2 separate regions of the Muntiacus reevesi genome follow, and region 2 is linked to region 1. Evidence: chromatin contacts called from public Hi-C data. All regions are on one chromosome and are shown on one strand. The core of a region is the stretch at or near the end of the contact, and the rest is flanking DNA. Distances in the headings are between cores, read along the strand shown. Region 1 holds the start of MRPL39 (mitochondrial ribosomal protein L39). Region 2 holds the start of ATP5PF (ATP synthase peripheral stalk subunit F6).

Evidence for each region. A called contact is a pair of places that touch in the nucleus more often than the background predicts.
Region 2: a contact with region 1 is called in a Hi-C map of muscle, with 5 times the contacts expected there. The contact joins the promoter of ATP5PF here to the promoter of MRPL39 in region 1. A contact is called at or near these places in 2 of 3 Hi-C or Micro-C datasets (blood and muscle).

The regions. Positions count from the first base shown.
Region 1 is chr21:42,169,200-42,177,027 of mMunRee1.1, forward strand. MRPL39 (mitochondrial ribosomal protein L39) reads right to left here and starts at 3,174. Exons shown (of 9, transcript XM_065913612.1): 1 at 3,059-3,174; 2 at 2,098-2,304; 3 at 196-335. The coding sequence starts at 3,122.
Region 2 is chr21:42,297,476-42,305,303 of mMunRee1.1, forward strand. It overlaps ATP5PF (ATP synthase peripheral stalk subunit F6), which reads right to left and starts at 4,746. Exons shown (of 4, transcript XM_065913465.1): 1 at 4,613-4,746; 2 at 277-447. The coding sequence starts at 440. It overlaps GABPA (GA binding protein transcription factor subunit alpha), which reads left to right and starts at 4,585. Exons shown (of 10, transcript XM_065913455.1): 1 at 4,585-4,694.

The DNA.
Region 1 (7,828 bases), core at 1,924-4,423:
TGGCAACCCACTCCACTATACTCTTGACGGGAGAATCCGTGGACAGAGGAGCCTGGCGGGCTACAGTCCACGGGGTGGCAGAGAGTTGGACATGACATAGCACAGCACAAGCACACTCCAAAGTAAACAGATTTTAATAAAACGGGGAAGAAAAACTGGGGGGAGGAGGACAAAAGAATGCAGAGGCAGAAATACCTTATTGACTTCTCCTGGATCATCATCTTTGAAAGTAAGAAATTTAATTTCACAGGACTTGGTCAAAGGTTTATACATGTCCCAAGGCTGTCCGTCCACAAGAGCCAGAATAGACTTCCTGCAGTACCATTCACTTAAATCTAGGAATTTAGAACAGATTGAAGATTTAACTCTAACAAAACCCAAGTGAAAAGTCACATGTTTAAGTGCTACGTTAAGAAATAAAAAAAAGAGAAAGGCAAGATTTGGCAAGCTGTCTTTTATGAGGGGAAAAAAATATCTGTAGCTAATAAGAAATAATTTCCAACATTCAGCGTATTGTTAATTATTAACAAAATTACCCAAACAAAAATCATTAAGCCAAGTCTAATCTGAAATTAATCTGTTAATTAAGTAATAAAATAATCTGCCATGAGCTACACTTAAATATTCAGAGACAAGCTTCATGGATATATCTGAATATATGCACACACAACTCAGAAGGGAAAATATAAAAATATACATCCACAGTAAGTCTGTTCTAGATGGATTTGGGGCCTTCCTTCCAAATCATCTCTTACGTCCCTAACATGGACTCTAAAGTTAAATACAACAGTTACCAGTTTTTAGTAATCAGTATGAATTCACACATAAGCACATCAGCTCTGGTCTGTTATTTGACTCCAGAATGCAACTGCATCCCTGACTAGATGTTTTTTGAGTACAAAGATATTCACAGAGGTGGTCCAACCACAGGGTCTAAATAAGCTCCCTAAGGCAGGGATCATGCCTATTTTTGCTTACTCAATTTATCTAGAGCCTACCACTGGGCCTGAAATAATAGGTAGTCAATAGAGGTGAAAAATTAAAAAAAAAAAAAAACCAGGTACTGAATGACTGACAGTATGAAAGAGGAGCAAATCTGAGGGCAGGGGTTACGCTGGGAGTGTTCCCATCTCTACCTGTGAAATGTGTAAAACTGCTTAAGGGCCCTGTCTGAGCCTCCTCTGTATTCCTAACACCTATCCTAGAGCAGAGGTTCAAGAAATGCTCGCCAAACAAGGAAGCAACTCTAAGTACTAACTCAAGTGCCAAAGTAAAGGAAGATTGAGAGTACTCACTCAGGAGGTCACCCTGAACTTTTAACTAACGCTAATTACTCAAATGGAATCATCATTGTTTTCCAAAAGCCTTATGCAGTCATATTCGAGTGAGAATGCAGGACTTACAGATCGACTTTTTTGTTCTGAATTTAAACATTACCAGTTCTATCAAAGTTACAAAAGAATTCTGATCGAAAATAACATAGAGGCCCTTACTCCCTTCATTTCCAAACCAGATCACACACAAGGCCTTATTATCTTCTTTAATATATGAACATAAGAAGTATTTTTACTCCAATCACACTCACGCCATGCACTCACACATTTACTACATATAAACAAAGACACAACATATACACAAGGCAAGCAGTGAGCAGATAAAAGGGTTAAGTTAGATACAAAAGAGCAGGAAAGGAAAAGGAGGCCAAAAAAATAGCTGATCATCTGAGGTCAGGGCAGTCCCTCTGTCTCAAAATCCTCTAAGGGGACTCACATGATGACTGCCCTCTTTACACCAAGAGTGTCTCTAAAAACGGCAAGCACAAGAGTAGTTAAGCTTTCAGGTCTGCCTTCTTCAGGAAGCTGTGACAGCACTCTAAACTCAGCCAGATTCAAGCAAGTCCCAGGACAACCTGTGCATTACAATACCCACCTTACCCGACCCCTAGTATCCTCAACAGCTAAGTCAACAGCGAACACACAGTAAGATGCTAGATACGGGGGAGTTCAGGGAGCCATTACAACATCTTGTCGCCTCTGCACCAGTTTTTCCCCTTTCTTATTTAAAATCATCAAAACGGGACCCTGATCCGTTACTTACGCATGGCACAGCTATAAGGAGTGGAAACGTTTTTATTCAACACAAAGATAGTGCCAGGGTCAGTTTTCCCAACGTGTTTCACTTCGATCTTCTCAGTTCGGGGAGTGAGTGACAGCTGCCTGTTTTTCTCTTTGTTAAAGAGATCATTCTGCATTTCTATCAGTTCGGTCGGTGATAGCTGAGAAGCAGGTGATGTGGCCACAGACCCTGTGAGGAAGTTACAATAAACGTGAATACTGACAAAAGAGGTGAACATCCTCCCGCCATCGCCCTCCTCCAGTCGGGAAAGAATAGAAGGCAAGGGGATTTTCAACGCTATTCGCTGAAATGAGCTCAGAGGTCCACTTTCTAACATTAATTAAAACGCCAACGGAAGAGATGGCAGCTTGCCTAGATCTGCACCTTTACTTCCACTTTGCCTTGACCATCAGATCTCCAATTCTCACCAGTTTCTCCGTCGAATTCCAATCTGTGCTTTACAAACAATAAGGGGCAAGAAAAAGGTAACCAGGAAATGGAGTCAAAAAGCAGACCAGCCAAGGCAAAGTTGAGCAAAGTTTCTCGCGTTGAAAAGGTCTTGGGGACAAGAAAGTTCCAAGAGACTGAAGGTCCCACGCCAAATCGCTCCATATCTAGAGGGAGATATGCTGTTTTTTTGGTTTGTTTTGTTTTTCCGGGAACCCCAAATCAGAGGATTTGGCAAGGCGTGCACGAGTTCAATGGGAAAACGGACACTTATGCACCAGAACGTGGTCTCCCTCTCAGGGGGCGCCCCAAGCTTCTCCCGCGGCCCTTCCCCTCATCTCCCCGAGATTTGGACCCCAAGGCCGGGAGGGGCGGCGGCTTTAAACACCCGCCTCCTCCCGCCCCCCCTCCCCGCTAGGACCCGCCTGGGGCCCAGTCTGAACAGCCACCGTCCTCTAAGCCTCCCTCCTCGTCCCCACGGCCGCTGATAACTCACTCCAGGCAGCCCCGCCGCTGGGGGCGGCCCGCCAGAGCCGCAGCCCCCAGACCACCACCGCCATTGCCTGCTCCGCGACGGTAGGAACCTCCGCGCGCAGGTCCTTCCCCGTCCTCTTCCCCGGAAACTCCGAGCGCGCACTCTGGGTTCCGCGCGACAGTTTCGTTCCGGGCCCTGCTCTCGGAAGGCACCCGCCGCTAGGGGGCGCGCTCAAGCCTCGCTGAGGGTCAGTCGCCGGAGGTCCGGCGTCTGGATCCGGGTTTGTTCCGGGAGCGCGGAGGGTGATTCGAGGGCCCTGGGCTCCGCAGGTGGGACTAACGTCTGGTTTGGAGACGCAGAGCCCGACACGTGTTGCCACCCTCCGTCCGCCGCGGGTTCGAGCCTGGCTGGCTAGCGAAACCCTTAGTGCTCACAAAACACGCTTCTGGGGAGAAAAATCGAGGGAAGGTGGCTTCTGTTTACTCTAACTTTCATGCAGCCCGGCCGACCACGCCGATGGCATCCTCTGCTGTGGCTTAACTCTCGGTTTTGTAAGGCTTAGTTCTTAGGGCGACTTGAGCGAGTCTGCACCCGCTTTCTCTTTGTTCTTTTCAGGCGCTAAGTCGTGTCCTACTCTTTGCGACCCCACGAACTGCAGCACGCCAGGCCTCCCTGTCCTTCACCATCTCAGGGGGTTTGCTTAAACTCATGCGCATTGAGTCAGTGATGCCATCCAATCATCTTGTCCTCTGTCGTACCCTTCTCCTCCGACCTTCGATATTTCCGAGCATCAGGGTCTTTTCTAGTGAGTTGCCTCTTTGCATCAAGTGGCCCAAGTGTTAGAGCTTCAGTTTCAGCATCAGTCCTTTCAATGACTATTCAGGATTAATTTCCTTAGAATTGACTTGTTTGATCGCCTTGCAGTCCAAGGGACTCTCCAGAGTCTTCTCCAACACCACAGTTCAAAAGAATCAATTCTTCAGCGGTCAGCCTGCTTTATGGTCCAACTCTCACATCTGTACATGACTACTGGAAGAACCATAGCTTTGACTACACAGACCTTTCTCTGCAAGGCGTTTGCCTGTATTTAACCAAAGTAATATAGACCTCAAAACACCTCCTGTTGACTTGGAGGGAATTTTGTAATCCATAGAGTGCTTTACAAATTATCTAGATTAGTTTATATACTATACAACTCCTGCTGCTAAGTCGCTTCAGTCGTGTCTGACTCTGTGCGACCCCATAGACGGCAGCCCACCAGGCTCCCCCGTCGCTGGGATTCTCCAGGCAAGAACACTGGAGTGGGTTGCCATTGCCTTCTCCCATACTATATAGAGAGCATGGTAAAAGGAACGCATGTTAAAGGGTGGAATTTTTGTCTCCTGTTCACTGGTGAACCCTAAGCGCCCAGAATGCTGCGTGGCCCACAATGGGTGCCAATGTCTATTTGCTGAATGGATGAGTGTGCTTGCATTCAGCGTGGTGTCTGATTCCTTTCTCGCACTGGGATGTTGCCGCTATTGAAGTAAGCCTTCTAGAGGTAAAGTATGGAAATACTGTTATTCAAAGTTGTTCACTGCTACGGCTTTATTTAATTCGTGTAAATTAACAACCCGCTCCATAGTCTTGCCTGGAGAATTCCATGGACAGAAGAGCCTGGTGGGCTTCAATCCATGGAGTCGCAAAGAGCGAATGAGCCACCAGCACTGACTTCGCTGAGAAATTCAGGCCTCGCATTTTCCCCATCTGCTCCTTGACTTGCTATTGAAACATACCAGCACCAGAGGGCGGTACTGACCAAGGAACAGATGGCTCCGTCAGGCTGCCTCCAGTGGGGGAAATTGGGCGGGGGTCACAAGGTACAAAGTTGTAAGATGAGTAGGTACTGGGGATGTAATGTACAACATGATGTCTGGAATCAACAGTGCTATATGGTGTATTTGAAAGTTTCCAGAGAGGAAGTTATTAAAGTCCTCATCACAAGGGAAGACTGTTGTGTTTTTGAAACTATGTGAGGTGATGGATGTTAATTAAACATTGTGGTAATCATTTTGCATTACATATATATATATATATAATCACTATGCTGTACACCTTAGACAGTGCTGTAAATTAGCTATAAAAACTGGAAGAAAAAAGTTACTCTGTTCCTTGACAGATCTGTCTCCTTGGCCCAAATTTTACATTCACAATTGCACAGGGTAATTATCTTCAATTTTTAAAGGAGAAGTGTAAGTGTCCTACCTTGAATTTATACCCTGTCCGAGTTTTACTCATTTAAGATTCTGTTTCAAAGCATGAAATATACATATGTCAATATATGTGTGTGATGTGTATGTATGGGGGAGGTGTATCCTTTGCTTCCTCCTTAAATCTTGGCGATCTTTGTTTGACTAGTAAAGCTATCTTTCTGGTGAAACTGTTTCACTAGAGTTTGTCCCCATTTAACCCCATCTAGTTGCCTTCAGAAGAGCAATACTTAAAGCTACAGAATGTAAATTTAAGCAAGTTTAATCACAAATTGCATTGGAAGCAGTAATTGGAAGTCACAAGTATCATAGATATTAATTTGGTTGGAAGGATGTTGGTGATGATAATGTCCAACAAATACTCAACCTATCGCAAGGCATGTTGAACACACCAATGAATCAGTCACAACTGACTCACACAATAACCATAATAATCTTCACTTTCTAAGGGGGGGTGCAGTTTTAGAGAACTTGAGAGACCTACCTGAGATGGATCTTTGGTCAAGAATCCCCCCAAATATGTCTTTATCCTAATTGAGAACACAGGATTCAGTTTGAATGGGGGCTCTCATTGTACAAATTTAGGATAGTTTAAATAACAGAAAGAAAAATGATGAAGGATTATAATGTTATTTGTGTTAGAAATCCATGAACCTGTGGTGATACTCAAAACTAAATGGGAGCAGAGAGTGGAGAAGATGTTTTCTTTACAAAAAAAATGCCAGAGTAGGAATGACAGACCGGGGGAGAGCAGCCATCCCACGAGCAGCAGTGCAGAGATTCGTTCCGGAAGGGATCATCCATGGATACTAAGAGCAACGGGGAAAGCTTGTCGAGGCTCAAGATACTCACAAATATTGCCCCATAGATTACCCACAAAATATAAAGGGATAAAGGAAACTTTTCGGTGGAGAAACCCAGTGGATACCACCTTAACATAATAGTCAAACCTGTCGCCACACAAATTGAGACAATCTAACATTGTCTGTGCCTCCCAGTTGTGAAATAAACCACATCACCAATGAAGTATTCCTACTGTAAATGTTGACCCTGAATCTAAAGAAGTAAGAGGAAGAAAAATCAGATATGTTCAAAAAATGATACATTTTTTTTAAAAGCAGCTGGCTTGAACTCTTCGAAAATAACAATTTCAATACCCCGTGTGAAAGATAACTAGAGAACCTACTGTGTGGCTCAAGGAACTCTGCTCAATGCAGTGTGGTGACTACATGGGGAGAAAGAGAAGGGATGCGTGTATAGGCACAGCTGAGGCACTTTGCTGTACGGTAGAGGCTAACAAAACCCTGTGAAGCAACTATACTCCAATAAAAATTAACTTTAAAATGTGTATATGCCAGTTTCATGGAAGAGGGACCAAAAAAGTTCAAGGACCTGCTTTAAATTAAAGGACAGGAGAGAGACATGCAGCTAATACCTGTTTGATCCTTGCTTGGATCCTGGATCAGAAAAGAAAAAAATGTACAAAGGATATGATTATGAAAGCAATTTGAATAAGAACTGCATGCTAAATAATATTCTTGTATCAATGTTATATTTGTGGATATAATCATTGTACTGATAGAGGAGAAAGACCCTTTTCTTCGGATATAATGTTGAACTATTTATGAGTGCAGCATCCTTATGCTGGTTAGTTACTCTCAAATGGTCCAGCAAACATCGAGGGGGCAAGAGCAATTAAACAAATGTGGGAGCAAATGCAACCAACCGGTGAGGTTAAGTGAGGTGTTGACGGTCCCACTCTTCAAACTTTACTCTCAAATTTTTCCAAATAGAATGTTGGGGGAGTGACCACAGTAGTTTTCAACCACAGAAGTTGGTTCTGCTCAGACTGCATTTCTGGGGCAGCTGCGGGAGTCTTTCCAACCTTATTTATCCCAGATTTCAAGCTGTAGAAGTGTTACTGAAACTGGGGTCCGATGCTCTCCGCTCAAAAGCCAATAGAGAAGCCAGGTCGATGGACAGGAAAGTTTGCTTAATTTCAGATGCCAGCAACTCGGGACTGGGGGGGAGGGGGGTACTCGTGTCCAAAGGCCAACTTCCCCCACTAACAATCAAGGGACAAGAGCCTTTACAGCTGAGGGAGGGGTCTACATGCAGAAACATCACAGTCAGCTCCAACAGTCATCTTGAAACTGGTCATCGGTGGTCTGACCAAGCATCATTGTGATTGTTTTAAATACAGTTAATCTTCAGTTCCAGGGTCAGTTAGTTTGCATTTCTTGGAGGCCAGCTCTTGGAATTGTGTCACACTTTATGTCACAGCTACAGTCTCCTCATCATGTCGTTAACTTCTCCACCTGCTGGGGATTTAGGTATCTGTAAGACAACTCACAGGCTATAGCTTAGAATATTATCCAAAACCCTCGTGCTGCTCTACGCAGTCATGTCTGACTCTTTGCGACCCCATGGACTGCAGCCCTCCAGGCTCCTCTGGCCATGGGATTTCAGGACAAGAATACTGGAATGGGTTGCCATTTTCTCCTCCAGGTTGCCATTTCCTCCTCCTTCCTGACCCAGGGAT
Region 2 (7,828 bases), core at 3,496-5,995, 130 kb after region 1:
TGTACTTGTATGAACTGACTCCAGTTTATAATAAATAACATTACAGTGGGGATATATCTGAAATGGCATTAGCTTTAATGCAATTCTTCCTGGGAATTCATAAGATAAAATCAAGGTCCTCATCTTTTTCTTTTGGAGCAGCTAATGAACCTGTACCACAGGGATCAGCTCAGTAAAAGGTCTTAAGACACTTTCAAACGCCAAGTAATTTTTTACCATGTCAAAACTTACATACTTTGAATATGCACATGAACACCAATACCCCTACCCACTTACTGGCGCTTAGTTCTATATTCTCTAATCTTGTCCACGAAGAGTTTCTGCACAGGATCAAGCTCCTTATTAAACGCCACTGCTGTGACACCAATGTTCCTCCTCAGAGAGACTGCGATTGCAGACTGAAGAACAGAGGACAACCTGAAGAGTCTCTGAAGAATCATGGTGGTCCTGTTATTGGAAACAAGAGCCAGCATGTGAAGCTACTTTAAAATAACATAATTGTAAAACCCCTGTACATGTGTTATAGTGGGTATCTAATTCTACTAAGTGCTACAGAACTTAACCCAGTGCCTTAGACCGCTCGGCCACACTACCCAGTTAATGCTACAGAACTTAAATCATGCCAGAACTCAGTGAATACTAAGAACAGTCCCTGTTTCTTAGACCGAGGATCCCTTTCCCTCTCTAGCTCTCACCGCAAGTGTTTCGCTTCACAAGCAAAGGGCCCTGGGACCTAGCAGCAGTTCAGAATCACTCAGGCCTCATGCCTCCACTAGGTCAGATGCAGAAAGAAAACACAAAATCTGGGATGGGGTGTTTCTTCATGAACTTTTTAGTCTTGACCACCCACCCTCAGCAGAGAGAGAGTAATACTGGTTCCCAAATTAGCCTACCAGGTTCCCCTAACCCCCTCAAAAGGCAAAAAGGGCTATGAGCATGAAGCCTGCAGACAGCTGCCTCAGCCTCAGTTGCATTTCACAGGCCCACAGGGAGAGACACTGCTCCACCCGGTACAGCTGCAGGATTCCAGGCATTCACGAATACTGTAAAACCAGATCTAAGTACAAAAGAACCAGCAAGAGAAAACAGCAAGGGAGTCCAAAAAAAACAAACAAAAAAAAAACCCCACACACAAGGGAGCCCACCAACAAAAGAGGGAAAATCAAGCGGTGCAACCTCATCAGTGAAATAGAACTTGTGAAGAAGTCTGAATTTTAAAGACTTAAAGACCTCTAAGTTCTTAGACTTCCTGAAACTAAAATACATGATTTTCTAACTAAAAAATTATAGGGTATAAATTACAGATGATTTCAATTGAGAATTCACTTACTGTCTTGAAAAGATCAAATGTAAAAGTAACAATTATATGCAAACAGGAATTCCAAAAGAAAAAGAATAAGGAGATCACAGAAAAATTAGAAGAAAGTGCCCCATATTAATAAAGACTGATTAAACAGAAAGAGCTGACCAAGCCATGCTGGACTGATAGAGTCACACTTCGATATAGCTTGATAAAACTTCTGAACCTTAAAGTGAAACCCCAACATGCTAATTGGAGAAGGAAATGGCAACCCACTCCAGCATTCTTGCCTAGACCATCTTGTGGACAGAGGAGCCTGGTGGGCTGCTGTCCACAGGGTCGCACAGAGTTGGACAGGACTGAAGCGACTTAGCATGCATTGGAGAAAGCAACGGCAACCCACGCCAGTGTTCTTGCCTGGAGAATCCCAAGGACAGAGGAGCCTGGTGGGCTGCTGTCTATCGGGTCGCACAGAGTCGGACACAACTGAAGGGACTTAGCAGCAACAGCAATATGCTAACATGATTCTCCAGGCTCCCCAAATGAGTCAAATAAGCAGTCACACTGAACTATTAAACTATAATACTACTGCTCAAAGTGCGGTCTGAGGACTGTCAGCAGTAGTGTCTTACTGCTCCACTGTAGTATCAAAATTGGAAATAAGCATTTGGAAATTTTACAGCAATCTGACAGAGTTTAATTCGTACCTGCTGAATTCAACAGTGAAAGTGAAAGTCACTCAGTCGTGTCCGACTCTTTGCAACCCCATGGACTATACAGTCCATGGAATTCTCCAGGCCAGAATACTGGAGTGGGCAGCTGTTCCCTTCTCCAGGGGATCTTCCCAACCCACGGATCAAACCCAGGTCTCCCGCATTGCAGGCGGACTCTTTACCAGCTGAGCCACAAGGGAAGCAATTAAAAGTTTGTATTTTGTGTCTCCATTGTTTTGTCTTTCATCTACGAAATTTTCCAGTAATTCATTTTTACTGGATTCTTCAAAGATACCCACAAGGGCTGGAGGGAAAGTGGCCCTTTACTAGTGAGAGTGGGAAAGCATTAAGCTAGAAGATGAAGAGTAGCACTGCAGTTCTCTAATCGCAGTGGGGTCTCCCACAGGAAATACTTGCCGATGTCTGAAGACATTTTTGGCTGTCCTGACAGGGTGTTACTAGCCTCTAGTGGGTAAAAACCAGGATGCTGCCAATCATATAACAACAACAACAATAGCCTCCCCACAACAAAGAAACATTTGGTTCAAAATGTCAATAGTGCTCAGGCTGAGAAGACCTGAAATAGCACATGTGTGTGTTAAGTCACTCAGCTGTGCCCAACTCTTTGCAACCCCATGGACCATAGCTGCCAGACTCCTCTGTCCATGGAATTCTCCAGGAAAGACTACTGGAGTGAGTTGCCGTTCCCTTCTCCAGGGGATCTTCCCCGCCCAGAGATCGAACCCAGGTCTCCAGCCTTGCAGTTTCTTTACCAACTGAGCCACCAGGGAAGCCCATGAAGTAGCACATAAAGACTATCAAAATAAATCCTACAGTCTACCAAATATCCTTCACCTGCAGAATGAAAGAAAACTATGTGAATGACCTTAAGGTGCTACTTGCCTGGTGGCTCGGATGTAAAGAATCTGCCTGTAATGCAGGAGATCCAGGTTTGATCCCTGAGTGGGGAAGATCCCCTGGGGAAGGGAATGGCAACCCACTCCAGTATTCTTGCCTGGAGAATCCCACGGAGAAAGGAGCCTGTGGGCTACAGTCCATGGAGTCACAAAGAGTTAGGGACACGATTGAGCGACTAACACCCAAGGTGTTACTTAATATCAGTCTCACTTTACACATACAGAAACTGTGGCTTAGAGGTTAAGTACCCGATCCCAGGTTACACAACAGAATCTGACAGGACACAAATACATTTTTAAAATTGTGCAACTCAGTGTATACTTTCCCTTTTGGCAACATAAACACAGACAACACTCCACTATAGGGTCACCCTAACATCGGTTCAGCCCTAGGTATTCTAAGTACTTCCATATATATTCCCTCCTGGTACCCTTACAGCAATCCTGTTAAGAAACAGAACCAAGTATTCTACGCCTCCTTTACAGATAGTAAGACAAAGTGCAAGACAGTTTATTAAATTACTCATATTCCCACAGTTAATTTATTCTCGCAGAGGATTATGTTACTCCTACTCCAACACGGGGGAAAATCCACTTTCACTTTTCTGTCTCTATCATCTACCTATTAATGATTCCTAAATCACACCTAATTGTGCGTGGTCTTCTTCCAGAATTCCAAACCCATACATCAACACCACTCATCCCTTCATAAGTCTTATCTTGCTCTCAAACTCAACTTATCTAAAAAATGAATACATAATCTCATTATCAAAACTTGTTCCTTTTCCCGTTTCATTCCCCGCCCTCCGCAACGATTGACTATCTAACGAGAAATATACACTTCATTACACAAATAGGTATATCAAGTATCAACTATGATTAAGTCCTCTATTCGAGTACTATGCGAGGCCACGCACGCCAGCAAGCATTGGATACACTCAAAGAATTAGGGAAGCCAACAGCTAGAAAAGAACACAGCATAAGGAGAGGCCCTGTGCCGAGAGCTCTCCTGTTTACAGTGATGACCGGCCAGTCCAAGGTTCGTGCTTTCCTCCAGGAAACTGTGATGTAAAACAAAAGCCGCGTAACCAAGTTTCAGCACTACCAACATTTTTAGGTGGCGTCCCAACTTTTAAGATGACAATTGTTTTTTTCTCTCACGTTCTATTCTTAAATAGTTCAGAACCACCTTCCACGCGTCCGGGAAGAGCAGGCCTGGCGGCAGACCGGCCCCCCGGACATGACCTTGGGCTACCCTAGACGGGCTGCAAGTCCACAAAGCGCCGGCCTCCCCGCCGCCCGCGCCACCCTGAGCTGGGCCCTCAGAGCGGGATTTTCTGGCTACTTATTGAATCTACAGCAAACTTCATGGCCGAAAGGCGCCGAGGTCGAAAATGAGCCCGGGCCAGGCCGTGAAGGCGCCCCGGGATATAAGGTTGCTCTCTTTTCCAGAGTCCTAGAGGGAAAAGGGCATCCCAGACCTCGTGAAGAAACCCAGAACCCAAGTCCCAAGAGGCCACGTTAGTCCAGTTACCCTCCCAGTCACCTTGCACTCAGGGCCGAACCGCCAGCCGCCGCCGCCTCCACCGCCCCGTTCTACTTCCGGCCCTGGCTCCGCCCCCACCCGCCTACCCGCCATCGCAATGCATTATGGGCCGCCGTTTCAGACGGTCGACACTCACCGGACAGGAAGCGTCTCGGAGACACTCTGCGACCGGACGGCTCTAGGTGAGACAGAAGCCAAACAGGAGGAGGAAGTGGAGGGTAAGTGCTTCCGGGTCCTCTAGTGACGCCTCCGCCATCTTTCCTTCGCCCAACTTGACCCGCTCTCTTTTTCCCTCTCGGAAACCGTGTGCTGTACGCATGCGCCCTTGGACTGGCCTGTCCCTTAGTTCAGTACCCCCGGCCCCGATTCAGCGTCCTATTCCTTGGTTGGGGGTTGGGGGGTTGTTGAGGTATACGATTGTGCAAAGTGACAGTGTAAAACAAAGCGATCTGGGGCGTAGCTGCTCCCTTGTGCCTCGTGAGCCTCCGTTGCCTCAAGCGTCCGTTTCGCGCAACCTGCTGGGAGTTGTAGTCCCGGACCCGGGGGTGCCTGGGAGGCGGGAGTGGGGGGGTTGGAGTTTCTCTGCGCCGTTTTCGCGGGAAGGGCCCAGGGGCCTCCCACTTCGACTCGCGGGAGCTGCGGGTCTTACCGGGAGAGACGCTGCACGTGGAGCCCGCGCCGCTGCGCTTCTCAGCCGGCTCTGGAGCGCGGGCGGGGGCGACGGGGCCGAATCCGGAGCGGGTGAGTGCGGCCGCGGGGGAGGAAGCGAGCGCGGGCCCGCGCGGGCCGGCTGCGTTCCGGGGCCTTCTCCCCCACCGCGGCCCCCCCGCGGCCGCCTCTGTGTTTTGTTTCCGCTGGTCCCCGGCGCTGTGACTCCCATTTCCGTTCGTGGAGACTTGAGGGAGCCGGGTGGGGAGGGGCGGGGGAGGCTGTGCGGGGAGGGGCGGGGGGCGCGCGGCGCGGGGCTCCGCGAGGCCGCGCGCCCCCGGGGCCCGGGTAGTTCCTGTCACCTCTCGCCGCCCCCTCCCCGCCCTGTGCCCCTGCTCCGCTGTCCGCCGCGCTTCGCCGCCGCCGCCGCGGTCGGGACCTGATCCCGACGCCCCTGGGATTTCACAGGACGATGCCATATCGATCTCCTTGCCAACTCAGCGATGCGCTCTCCCTTCGCGTCCAGTGGTCTTTCTAGAATTGTCTTACAGTTGCGTTAAAGCCATCGGTTTAATGTTTATGGTGTCCATTGGGTTTCTTTTAGAAACGAGGAAGTGAGACAAGGAGAAAACGATGGGTTAGTGTAGCTTGTCAGCTTTTTAAGTTTGTTTTTGCAGGCTGGAAGATAAGCCAACAACGTCTTTGTATTTAGGAATCCCAGTTTGATTAGGTTAACGGCAGGGAGGACCACGCCTAATCTTGCATTGCTGGAGATTAGTGATTTAGAAATACTCGCTGTAGTTCTCAGCAGTGGAGGTAGCAAAGGTTTAGAAGAGTCCATTTAAGCAAAGAACTGAGCAGGGATAATGTTCTTAAGTATTGTATTGTCTTAATGTCAAAAGAAACTGGGTCAACTAGTTCGAAACTGGAGGGAATAATAAGTTCTCTCTTTTAGGATTTGATCCAAACTTTCCAGCCTTACTTATTTTCAGACAAATTCTGACGCGAGGTGGACTTAACGTCAGTTTTACCTGGATTGCGTCTCCGGGAGCAATGACATGAGGCGTGAATCGTCTTAAAATAAGAATCTGAATAATGAGCTAGGTGTTTAATGGAAGAATATGTGGAGGCTGAACATTCAATTAAAACTGTTGACTTTAATCTCCCTCCAACTTTTATTTATAAAACTTCGTCTAGAGGAAATTCAAATAATTATACAGTGAAATTGTGCAAGGTACACCTTCACCCCCAGAATCGCCAAGTTTGCCACACTTTCTCCACACTTGCTTTCTCTCCACATGTATACACACAGATGTCTGTGTTTTACTTTTTCTTAGCTATTGACTTTTATTGTTAAAAAACAAAAATGCCTTTTTTCTCAGAATATTTAACAGTATTTTTTAACTTGAGAAAAACTCCCAGATTACACTTATATTTATTTATCCTTCATTTACTTATTGTCCTTCACTATGAAAAATCATACTAAACTGTAAACTAATAACGTGTAAAACTAATAAGGAGAATAATCCTCAAATTTGTGGCTTTAAAAGATAGTGGTGAATATAACTGTATTTTAAAGAATACTAGCCTTTCCTGGAATTTTTAGTTAAATATAAATTTGTATTCGTTTTGTGAAGTGTTCTGAATGCAGATTCGATTTAATCAAGGAAAAACCAGTGTCAAGGGACATTTTCCTATGTGGAAAGTCTCCAAGTAATGCTGTCTTCTCCATTTTCTTAAGTATTGACATAGAATCCTGGGCAGTTGGCTCTAGGAGAAGAACTAAGACCCACTCAAGCAATGACAGCAAAGATTTGGACAGCTTGCCAAATGTCTCCATTGCTTCTTTACGCTAAATTTAGAGAATTGAGAAAGAAGATCAATTCAGAGATTTAAGTAACACAGTGTTTTCCAAAAGTGTATTGGATTCATTCTCCCCTCCCCCTCACCCCCCCCACCCCCCGCTGCCTTTGGCACCTTTTAGAGACCGATCTCTAACTTTTTTGAAAGATCACAGTATAAATTTCTTTTAACAACTCTGTTTTAGTGCTTCTGTCAAGAGGTGTGCCAAGTATCCCTGTTGATCAAAGCCCTTAGGGCCATTTCTCAGTCTCTGGTAGTTACAGAAAACTGGATTCGTCTTTTTGTGTGTGAGACTAAAGACAACCAAGCCAAAGAGCAGGAGAAGAAAAGATTTATTACTTAGAGCAAGAAGAACACCGGGGGATCTTTCCCAAAGCAGCATAATTGGGAAAAGTCTTAAGCTAAGGATATATGGATATTCATGAAGGAACTTGAAGAGGAGAGTTCAAGATGGGATTGGGGCAAAGGTTGACAGCATCCAAGGTTTAGTTGATTGAAGTCACAAATGTCAGAAAAGGTCAATATCATCATCCTTTAAGTTATAGTTGGTCTAATGGTTGAGCACTATAGGAGGGTTTAAATTCTGCAGAGCAGCTCAAGAAAGTGCTTCAGGCTAATCTTTACCATGGAAACAGAACCTGGAGTTTTTATACTGATTTATTATCTTTGCTATTGTTATTCCTTAAGAGCATTATTACTGAGATCTATTCAAGGGTAAGCATTGTGGTTAGGCTTAGATCTCAAAATGGCTTAGGAAAAAAATGGTTTCTATTTGTCAAAAGCCATGCCTGATCCTTCTTTTCTGGGGACCTCCTACCCTGTCTGCTTACAGTGCTTTCTT